3 separate regions of the Mus musculus genome follow, and regions 1 and 2 are each linked to region 3. Evidence: chromatin contacts called from public Hi-C and HiCAR-type data. All regions are on one chromosome and are shown on one strand. Each heading gives the region's core, a stretch centred on a gene start, on an enhancer-like site or on the middle of the called end of the contact. The rest is flanking DNA. Distances are from core to core; before and after follow the strand shown.

The links. Hi-C and Micro-C count contacts between places; a contact is called where the count stands out from the background. HiCAR-type assays count read pairs that join an accessible place to other places.
Region 1: a contact with region 3 is called in a Hi-C map of cortical neurons, with 3 times the contacts expected there. The contact joins the enhancer-like site here to the promoter of Plcxd3 in region 3. A contact is called at or near these places in 2 of 39 promoter capture datasets (embryonic stem cells and hippocampal neurons), 16 of 484 Hi-C or Micro-C datasets (the HL-1 cell line, the N1E-115 cell line, cerebellar granule neurons and 9 more), 4 of 115 datasets of contacts at active chromatin or transcription factors (embryonic basal ganglia, embryonic midbrain, forebrain and 1 more) and 1 of 9 other capture datasets (embryonic stem cells).
Region 2: a contact with region 3 is called in a HiCAR-type map of PVALB interneurons, with 5 times the contacts expected there. The contact joins the enhancer-like site here to the promoter of Plcxd3 in region 3. A contact is called at or near these places in 11 of 484 Hi-C or Micro-C datasets (the N1E-115 cell line, cerebellar granule neurons, cerebral cortex and 6 more), 3 of 115 datasets of contacts at active chromatin or transcription factors (PVALB interneurons, forebrain and neural progenitor cells) and 1 of 9 other capture datasets (embryonic stem cells).

Annotation. Positions count from the first base shown.
Region 1 is chr15:4,055,512-4,058,459 of GRCm38.p6, forward strand. Oxct1 (3-oxoacid CoA transferase 1) reads left to right here. Exons shown (of 17, transcript NM_024188.6): 6 at 2,158-2,264. Among named protein-coding and RNA genes, the nearest start is that of BC037032, 30 kb to the left of the region's middle. Within about 2 kb of position 1,295, at least 12 of the 459 cell types and tissues checked have an H3K27ac peak or open chromatin away from gene starts, as enhancers often do. A contact at or near this core is called in cortical neurons and olfactory sensory neurons, where this site is marked.
Region 2 is chr15:4,076,754-4,079,577 of GRCm38.p6, forward strand. All of the region lies in intron 7 of Oxct1 (3-oxoacid CoA transferase 1), which reads left to right. Among named protein-coding and RNA genes, the nearest start is that of BC037032, 51 kb to the left of the region's middle. Within about 2 kb of position 1,413, at least 12 of the 459 cell types and tissues checked have an H3K27ac peak or open chromatin away from gene starts, as enhancers often do. A contact at or near this core is called in PVALB interneurons, where this site is marked.
Region 3 is chr15:4,373,916-4,376,812 of GRCm38.p6, forward strand. It overlaps Plcxd3 (phosphatidylinositol-specific phospholipase C, X domain containing 3), which reads left to right and starts at 1,576. Exons shown (of 3, transcript NM_177355.3): 1 at 1,576-1,900. The coding sequence starts at 1,798.

The sequences.
Region 1 (2,948 bases), core at 45-2,544, 320 kb before region 3:
TACATATGAATGTGATGTGTTCTGAGTTACATCTTGTGAAGATAACTCTCACTATTGAGCGGTGAGTTTTATGGTGGCCCAAGTTGGGAGGCTGTGCATTGATCCTGGTGGGGAATGAACAGGAGCTGGGATAAGGTGGTGAGATAGAGTTTATGCTAAGTGATCAGAATTAGGTCGGATGTTGATGGTAGAGCCACATGTGACACAGAGGACAGAAAATGATTGCTGCTTATTGAGATGGCAATGCATGGGGTAAGAAGATCTCAGTCTGTTTGGGAAGAGGTTTACTTAAGTTCCGGAGACTCAAGAGGAAGTGACTCTGGTCAGAAAGTTTATAGAACAGGAGGCAGGGCATGCATGTAGGCATTCAGACCCTTGGGGCTAGACAGTGTCCTGGACACCTGTGTGAATGGAGAGTCCCTCCTTACCAGTTAATGGCCACACAGAAGAAGAAAGGCTGCAGTAGAAGATGGGAAGGGAGGTTCAAAGGAAAGCAGGGAGCTTGGTGATTTGAGAAATAAAAAGAGGGAGCAGTTGGGTTAAAGGAAGAAGGATGACTAGAACTGAGCAGGGGTGTGCAGACACAGAGGTCACTGGCAAAATCTAACTGGAGTGGACTCAAGAAGAACCTAAAGATGAGCCCGAGGCCAAATGCACTGCTTTAAGTGAGCAAGGCAGTAAGCTTGATGAAGCTAGTAGCTTCCGTCTTTGAAAGGTAGAACAGGCAACGCTAGGTAACGTGTTTAGAAAAGACTTGTGTTTTCTATGTCTCAACCTTCATCCCTGGTGGTTTGTTTGTTTGTTTGTTTGTTTGCTTCCTTGTGTGAAAGCTTTGTTATGGAGGTATTGAAACTCTGTAGGCCCAGGCTTCTCTGAATCTCCCAGCAGTCCTCTTGCCTCTGTATCCCAAGGGCTTGGATGATAATCACTCGCCCCATCGTTGATGTTCACAGTGATGATTTATGAAGGACATAAACCTTTAAAATAATTGTGTGTGTCGATGTGCAGTTAGTGTCATGTAACTGCATAGGAGTGAAGTCTTCACTGGTGGTTTTCATAGCTCATGTTTTCTAGCTAGAAACTGAGATATCTTTGGAGAAACTTTCCTTTACGAAATAGTCTGTTTGAAGCTCTAGAAGGAAGGCTGGAACCTCAGTGATGGAGTATATGAGACCCCACGTTCATATATCATCACCTACCCCCACCCCAAACAAAGCTAAGCAGACCCCAACGCTGTGTTGGACGCTTCTAAAAAACACATCCCGTCTGTTTTCCACTAGAGGGCACAGGAGGAATGTGACTGGAGTTCTGCCTTCACGGGGCTGCATTTATGCAAGACAGATCCAGCCCTCCCTGGTGCTGTTTCAGTTCTCTCTTTAATTCCCAGAGGCAAATCTCCAAGGGAAAAGACAGGAAGGACATAATGGGAAAGAAGAGTTTGGTTTTTATAGTCTCTCCCAAAAGGCAGTAAATGTTAAAAACAAAACAAAACAAAAAAAACAAGTCAATAGCATTGTGTTATATTAATAATGTGCAATTTGTTAAAACCAGCATTTATAGTAGCATGGAAATCAAGAATTTCCTATGAGCAAATGCAAAGCTCATATAGGATTTTATGTGAAGAGAATCTATCCAAGGAAGTAAATGAAGATGCTCCTACACGGAGGCCTGCATTGTGTACACAGTAGGGAGGCATGCAGTGTTGCTTTTTAGTTAGGTTACTTTTCTGTTATCATTGATTCTCTCAACACAAATTATAGATCACGGTTAAAGAGAAACAAGAGGTAAGCCATTTCTTGTAACATACACGTTTTAATTTGGAGGGGGGTAGAAGAAAAGAGGGACTATTTTCCATTGTCTCAAAGGTAACCAAGGCACACAGTCAAATGAATATTAACACCCTGTACCACTTGTGGAGGTTTGAGTTTCTCAAATGTACCAGACTTGCCCTTACTGTGGAACCCGTGAGCACATTCTCTTCCTGAAGCCTCGCTGGACTATTCTGAGGAAGCCTTCTGCTACCGAAGAAGTCTCTTGAGATCCCTCTCCCTGAAAAAGCCACTGTCGCTAGGCGTCCGCTCCTCGCGTGTGCCTCTTAGGAGCCCAGGCATCTGCATCCTGCACAAATACCTGACAGCGTTCATTTGTCTCTTGCAGGTGAGGGAGTTTAACGGTCAGCACTTCATTTTGGAGGAAGCCATCACGGGAGATTTTGCTCTGGTGAAAGCATGGAAAGCAGACCGGGCAGGCAATGTGATTTTCAGGTACTGTACTAGTTAAACAAAACAGGATAGAACACAGCAAAACCTACCACTGTAGGCAGTCCACTCTGCTCCTTGTGAGATGCTGCCTGACCGTTTTAAAATGGCTTACAGTCTTGTGTATGTGCACGTGTCCAGAAGAACCTCGAGTGCCTGCTGGTGGTCCTGCTGATGTGCTAAACTTACTGGCTTGCTACATAACTGGATCTAGGGCTGGGATGTAGCTGTATTGGTAGAGTGCTTGCCTAGCACACCCCAAGCCTTGGGTTTGATTGCCCACACTGGGTATGGTATTACATTCCCAGCGGTAGGGGGTGGTGGTGGAATTAGGCAGATCAGAAGTTCCAAGTCATCCTCACTGTATAATGGGTTTGAGGCCAGCCTGGACTACATGAGACCCCGTTTAAGAAGAAATGGGTTGATGTACTCTTGTACACAGCTACATACAACCATTTTCTCCCATCTGTGTTTTAGTTGCCAAGAGTATTTTCTTTGCAAACATGACAGCAGCCAGCACTTATCTTTTATTTTCATGTTATTTCTAAATAGGATCATAAAGTGTCAAGATTACGCTGATGTTTTGGGGAAGATCGTTAATAAATAATAGTTTAGGTGAATTTTTTTTTCTTGTACAGTTGATGTCACCTAGGAGAACCTTCTAAAGGTTCTGTCTGAAAAGCTAATGAT
Region 2 (2,824 bases), core at 163-2,662, 300 kb before region 3:
CTGAAGCCAAGGAATCTTGGGAAAGTGAAGTCAACAGTGTCTTGGATAAATTTAGTTAGTTCCTCTCTGGAAACATCTTTATTTTCTTTTCATAAAATTAAGACTTTTTTCTATATTTTTCAGCCGATAAAACATTAAATGTGTTTTTGCAGTGTCTCCAAATATTTCCCCAAAGAAGGATACATTGTTACAGTAAAGTTTATATTAACAAATCTATTTCTTCATTTCATAGTTTTTCATCTTCACTATTTTTCCTGGTGCTTTATTAGAAATCTTTCTTTGATCACCCCCCCCCCACCCTACTGCTACGGTGTGTATGTCTGTGTGTATTTAAAAAAAAAAAGTTCTGGCAAATATGTGTTGCCACATTCTTACCTATAAAAGTAAAACCCACAGTGACATGTAAAAGTATAATTTTGAGGTCTTCTTGACAACATGAATATAATATTTTAAACATGTTTTTGATAATTTGGTAGGTAAAAATACTGTCTTTTAGTTTTAACTTTGTGCCTTGGATGACAAGGGAAGGTGATTATTAATCACGTGCTTGCTCGCTCGTTTTCTTTGTGAATTTCCGTGTGTAGTACTATCTGGCTTGCATCTACTATCTAGTGCAGCAACCTCAGTACTCCTTCCCATCCTCCGGTTCTTCCTCTTTGCTCCTTTTCTCGGTGATGTTCCCTGAACTTTCCTGGGAAAGAGGTCGTCGATATCAATGTCCTGTCTACTGCTGAGCCCTCACCGTTGCCTATCCTCAGTGCGTTGTTAGGTTAAGGGTCTCTGCATTAACTGCTGCCCACTGGAAAAAGCCTCTCTCACCAACATTGAGAGCAGCACAATATATGCATATAGACATAAAGATTTAGAAGGAACTTTGGCAACAGGACCATTTGGCAAAACGATTAAGTTCCTCCCGTAGCTAGTGACCTCCCAAGCCATGGGTTCTAGAGGAGATTTATTCAGGACGATGAATTCCCTCCTGTAGAGCATGGCTCAGTAAGAAATCATCCCACTCCACCTGCAATAGTCCCTCTACTGTTGCCCCTTGGCAGGTCAGTATGTTGGGACTCCGGATCCAGCCCAGGTAAGACCATTAATGTCTTCTCTTTCCTGCTAGCCCCCATATTACTTTTACAGCACTATGGAAGCTCTTTAGCTGGAGCCAAATCTTCTCGAGTCTCCCATTTTGATGAAGAATTGTTTCAGAGGGAGAGTGATAAGGTTTAGGAGTGCGGTTGGTACTCATGTCCATGACACTTGGAGTTTGAACCTAGCATCCTGGAGAATCTTCCTGTCTGTCTGCTTGACTTCCCCCAAAAGGATGTGGCTGTCTGCAACTAGACAGTAGACTGGAGTAGGAAGGGCATCGTGAACCTAAAGCACCTCCCAGTGACTGAAGTGAATGTGGAGGAAGGTCACCATGACCAGCAGCTGTTCCTACAGAGCCTGTTCCCTGAATAAAATGCCAGTCAAATGCTCAGTCGGTTGTTTTCCTATTTTGAGTCAGCTCTTGAAAACTCATGGTTACAATTTCTTATACAATCATCTGGTTGCAAATGAGAATGTGGATTCTGCTCACACAAAGAAAAGATGGGCCAGAGGGTATTATTTTTAATATGGCACGATGATTTTTGTAATCCGTACTTATTCTGTCTTCTGAAATGGTTATTAAATAAGTACAGTGTGACTGACATATACCAAGGAGGCTCTTATAAAACCATCTTGCTGCAAAAGGGATAAAAATCCCATTTCCTCTTATACTTAGCTAACAACTTCTGGCCTACTTATCAATTCAGCCAATGTTTGTGTTAAGAATTTAGCTGGGGGTTTTAAAAATCACTCTCACTAAAAATAATACTGGCTTTCCTCACTCCTTTTAGAGACCTTGTCAAAAATGTTATTTTTTTTCACTTCAAATATAGGTCAACTCTACAACTGAAGTGATAATTAGGGCTTATGCAAGATTGTTTAGTATTTTAAATTAACTTTTTTTTAAAGAAGGAGTTAATCTCCAGGGTGTCTTGTTATTGTTTACGAATATCTCTGAATGAAGAAAGCATTTCAGAGTCATAGCTTTCATAAATGATTTTAGCATGAAATATATGAGAAGAAAGTCAGTAAGCATTTCTCATTGATCTTTTTCAGTGCTAGTGGTTATCTCTTGTAAACTCATTTGCATCATTCTGGTAGGCTGAGTATGCTGCACATAGCAGCCTGCTAAAATTAGAACACATTCAGATTCACTGGCGGGGGGGGGGGGGGGGCGCGTGTGTGTTACTAGTCCTCGAGAAGAGTCCAGGTGCATAGTCAAAAACTGATAAGAGTAAGAGAAGGTAATTGCCATGATTTTAAACTTTTTTTCTTGGAGAAAAGCCACAGTAATGAACAGAAACTGCTCCTGTGACATTAGCTAAGGTGAACTTGTGTATTTTCTCAAGGATGAAGAAAATCACATTTTGTTGTTGTTGTTCAGTTGTCACTTCTGATACTCTTCCAAAATTAGGTTCATTATTGTACTTAATTAAATATTCCAAACCTTTTTATCTGACCCCCTCTAACCACTATGCATCCCCTAAATCTTTCCCAAGTAGCATCTTTCCACATTTCACAAACAGCTTCCAACCTTTTAGTGACCCATGCCTTTGTCCTGACAGCCCTGCTGCCTTGGATGTCCTCTCTGTTCTCTTCATGGTCTTTTCTGTTCTCTGTGTGTGACTCTCTCCTTCATAGCACTCTTTGCTGTAGTATACCATGATTATCTGTCTGTGTTTCTTCTCCATGAACGTTGTGAGTACCTCCTATGACCTCGTCATAACTTATCTTT
Region 3 (2,897 bases), core at 326-2,825:
GACTGTGTAATGGAAAACACAGGACTAACAGGCACTGGAGGACTTTGCTCACACACAGTGTGGCTAACTCTCCAGTGTGATTCTGAGTTGCTGCCTCAATGTGTTACCCTTAAAACACTGGCATTAGTCAGAAGAGCGGGGCTTATAAATCTCTTTGCCAACAAGCAGAGATGATTCGCATTCTAGCTAAAAGCATACAAGGATGTGCTGTGCTACCGAGAATGTAAAGAGTTCTCTGAGCAGAAGTTTCAGTACATCTCATCCTCATTCCTAAAGATAGACCAACCATGTCTTCAAGACACGATGGACTGTTTCCATGGGGAGAGTAAGAAAATTTGATCAAAAGAGTTAGACATCCTCTCTCCTCCCTCTACCTTCCCCCAAAGTAATTTCGAATAGATAGGGAATTTTCTTTGGTCACAGCATCCTTGCACAAAATAAAAAGGCTCTGGGGCTTTTAAAATGTTAAATGGGTTTACTGAACTGAAATGATTACTCTCATGTTGCTCAGTGCTGTCTCTCCAACCTTGATTCTAATTTCTTCAGCCTAATAGGATTTCCTCTGGGAATAGAATTTACACGTCCCTCCATAGGAAAGCCAGCTCCTTTTGCCCATCCTTAGTCTCTGAGTGGTAATGGCCTAGCACATGGTCACTCTGACTCATACAGTCCTGTTCAGGCCAATGCTGGTCTTGCCACATTTGTAAGGTTAGATTCTTTCTCTTTCTCACTGCGGAACAGGTGGACCCAGACATTTCTCTGGAGCCACATGAGCGATTTCTCTCTGGAGAGACACATCTCTTTAGTCTGCCAAGGAATGAAGATCCAAACAATCACATAGATCACTTCAAGTGGTGCCAAATACATTCCACCAAATGCTACTGGCAGTAATTACAGCATGTCATTGGGAGACGTGGTTCCTTCCAGTCCCAGACTTTCATCTTTTCCTGAGTGCCGTGAAACCCAGAAAGGAACTGCATCAATGAAGGTCTTCACAACCTGTGGCAGTGCCCCTTGACCCGTGAAATGCCTGGGACCAGGGATTAATATAGAAGAGAATATACTGTCCTTCCTGCTCACCACGTGTATCAATCAGCTCCTTAAAACATCAGGCAAAGTGATAAATAAAGACCTCCATTTTGTATAAATAAGTCGGAGGACTCTTTGCTGAGAAAGGGCACACTCTTTTGTGGCTTAGGGAAAGGAACACTCTTTGGGAAGAATGGAAAGTGTTGAGAGCCAAAGATGAATTTGCTCTTCAGGAGGTAACAACATGCCAAAGTCTACCAGGATTTTTAGATTCGACCGCAAGACTGCCTTTCATGCAAACTGGACTAGGAACTCTCACCAAGGGACAGAGAAAGACGAGGGACAAAGCAGCTCGGAAAACGAAGTTTTTAAATTTTATTTTTGTATGTTTGTTTGTTTGTTTGTTTTAAGGATGAAGGACTAATAACAAGAAGAGGTGGGAAGCTGCAAAATGGCAAAGAAAGGCAGAGCCACCTAGGAGGGGTGAGACGGGAGGAGGGAGTCTGGAGGGAGGGGAAAGAGCAGAGAGCAGAGCACGGACGTCAGGAACAAAAGCCCCGGCAGTGGAGTCTGGCAAGGCAAGGAGGGAGCATGGGGTGTTTTTGAATAATTATTAAAATGAGCATGTGTCTGCGCCATCCTGTGGGTGTGGCGCAGAGCGGAGTGTAAACTCTAGCGGGGCCGAAGCAAACATTGGCTTAACGGCAGCAGCTGCCAGCCTGTGCCTAGGAGTGTGGCGACTAGCGCGGCGGCAAGCAGACCGGCACCATGGCCTCATCTCAGGGGAAAAACGAGCTGAAATTCGCCGACTGGATGGCAACTCTGCCTGAGAGCATCCACAGCATCCCCCTCACCAATTTAGCCATCCCAGGTAGGTGCCCACTGCCCCTGCCTCGCCCTGCTTCATTTTACACCCAGTGCTAACTTCGCCTGTGTCTGCGGGAAGGATGCTCATCCAGGGGGTGGGTCCCCGGGTTTTCCAAATCTTGGAAGACCCTGGCACGGGGTGTCAAGGTGACTGCTTCCCCTGGGCTTCAGAAGCAGACTGTGTCCGGAGGGCTGGGGCAGAGGAGAAGGTGGTTCCAGGATCGCTCCCTGAGACCTTTTTCTACGGTTTTCCTTGAAGATTCTGGCGGGGGCTGGGGAGTAGGCAGGTCAGGTTCCTTAGTCTGTGGCTCCGTGGTGCGCTCGCTATGGGAGGGAGCTGGCTATCTTAAGAGTTCGGCTCCAGAACGTCACTGAGACCATCGCTGGCATGGACTTGGGAGAATTTGATAGCTTTGCTGTTAGAATCTACTGGAATCATTAATATTCGTCCCCAGTCTCCTTTAAAGAGACAAAGCGCTTTCTGAAGAGTGATGAAAGTTCGGGATCTGTGGTGGCAGCAGGATCACTGTCCTTGACAAAGAGCTGAATGGGGCAAGAAGCTGAAAGCAAGCCTTTCCTCATTGGCTTGGATGGGGAGCGAGTCAGTCTGGTCAAAGAGCTGCTTAAGGCAGAGCTCCTTGGGTCGAGAAAGCAGACCCTTGCACATTTGCGGCTCTAGACAGAAGCCAGGCAGTGAGACCGTGTGAGGCACAGTTTAGAGATGGGAATGATGAACAGATGGCCCTGGAAAAGGTGACCTAGCAGGTAGTCCGGAGGAAAGCAAGCAGGGTTTAGAAGGGTAGCATCAAGATGTGTTTGTATGGTGTGCATGGCTTGGACCAGAGCACTGGCCAGGTTTCCAGGTCAGAGCACACAGTAGTCCCTAACTCAGGTATCTAAGAGAGAAGATTGTTTCTGGGCAGTTTGTGAGTGCAGCAGCTGGAGAAATGCTTACATTTCTCTAGCAATTTGGCTGAAAGTGTGCACACCCATTCTTACCA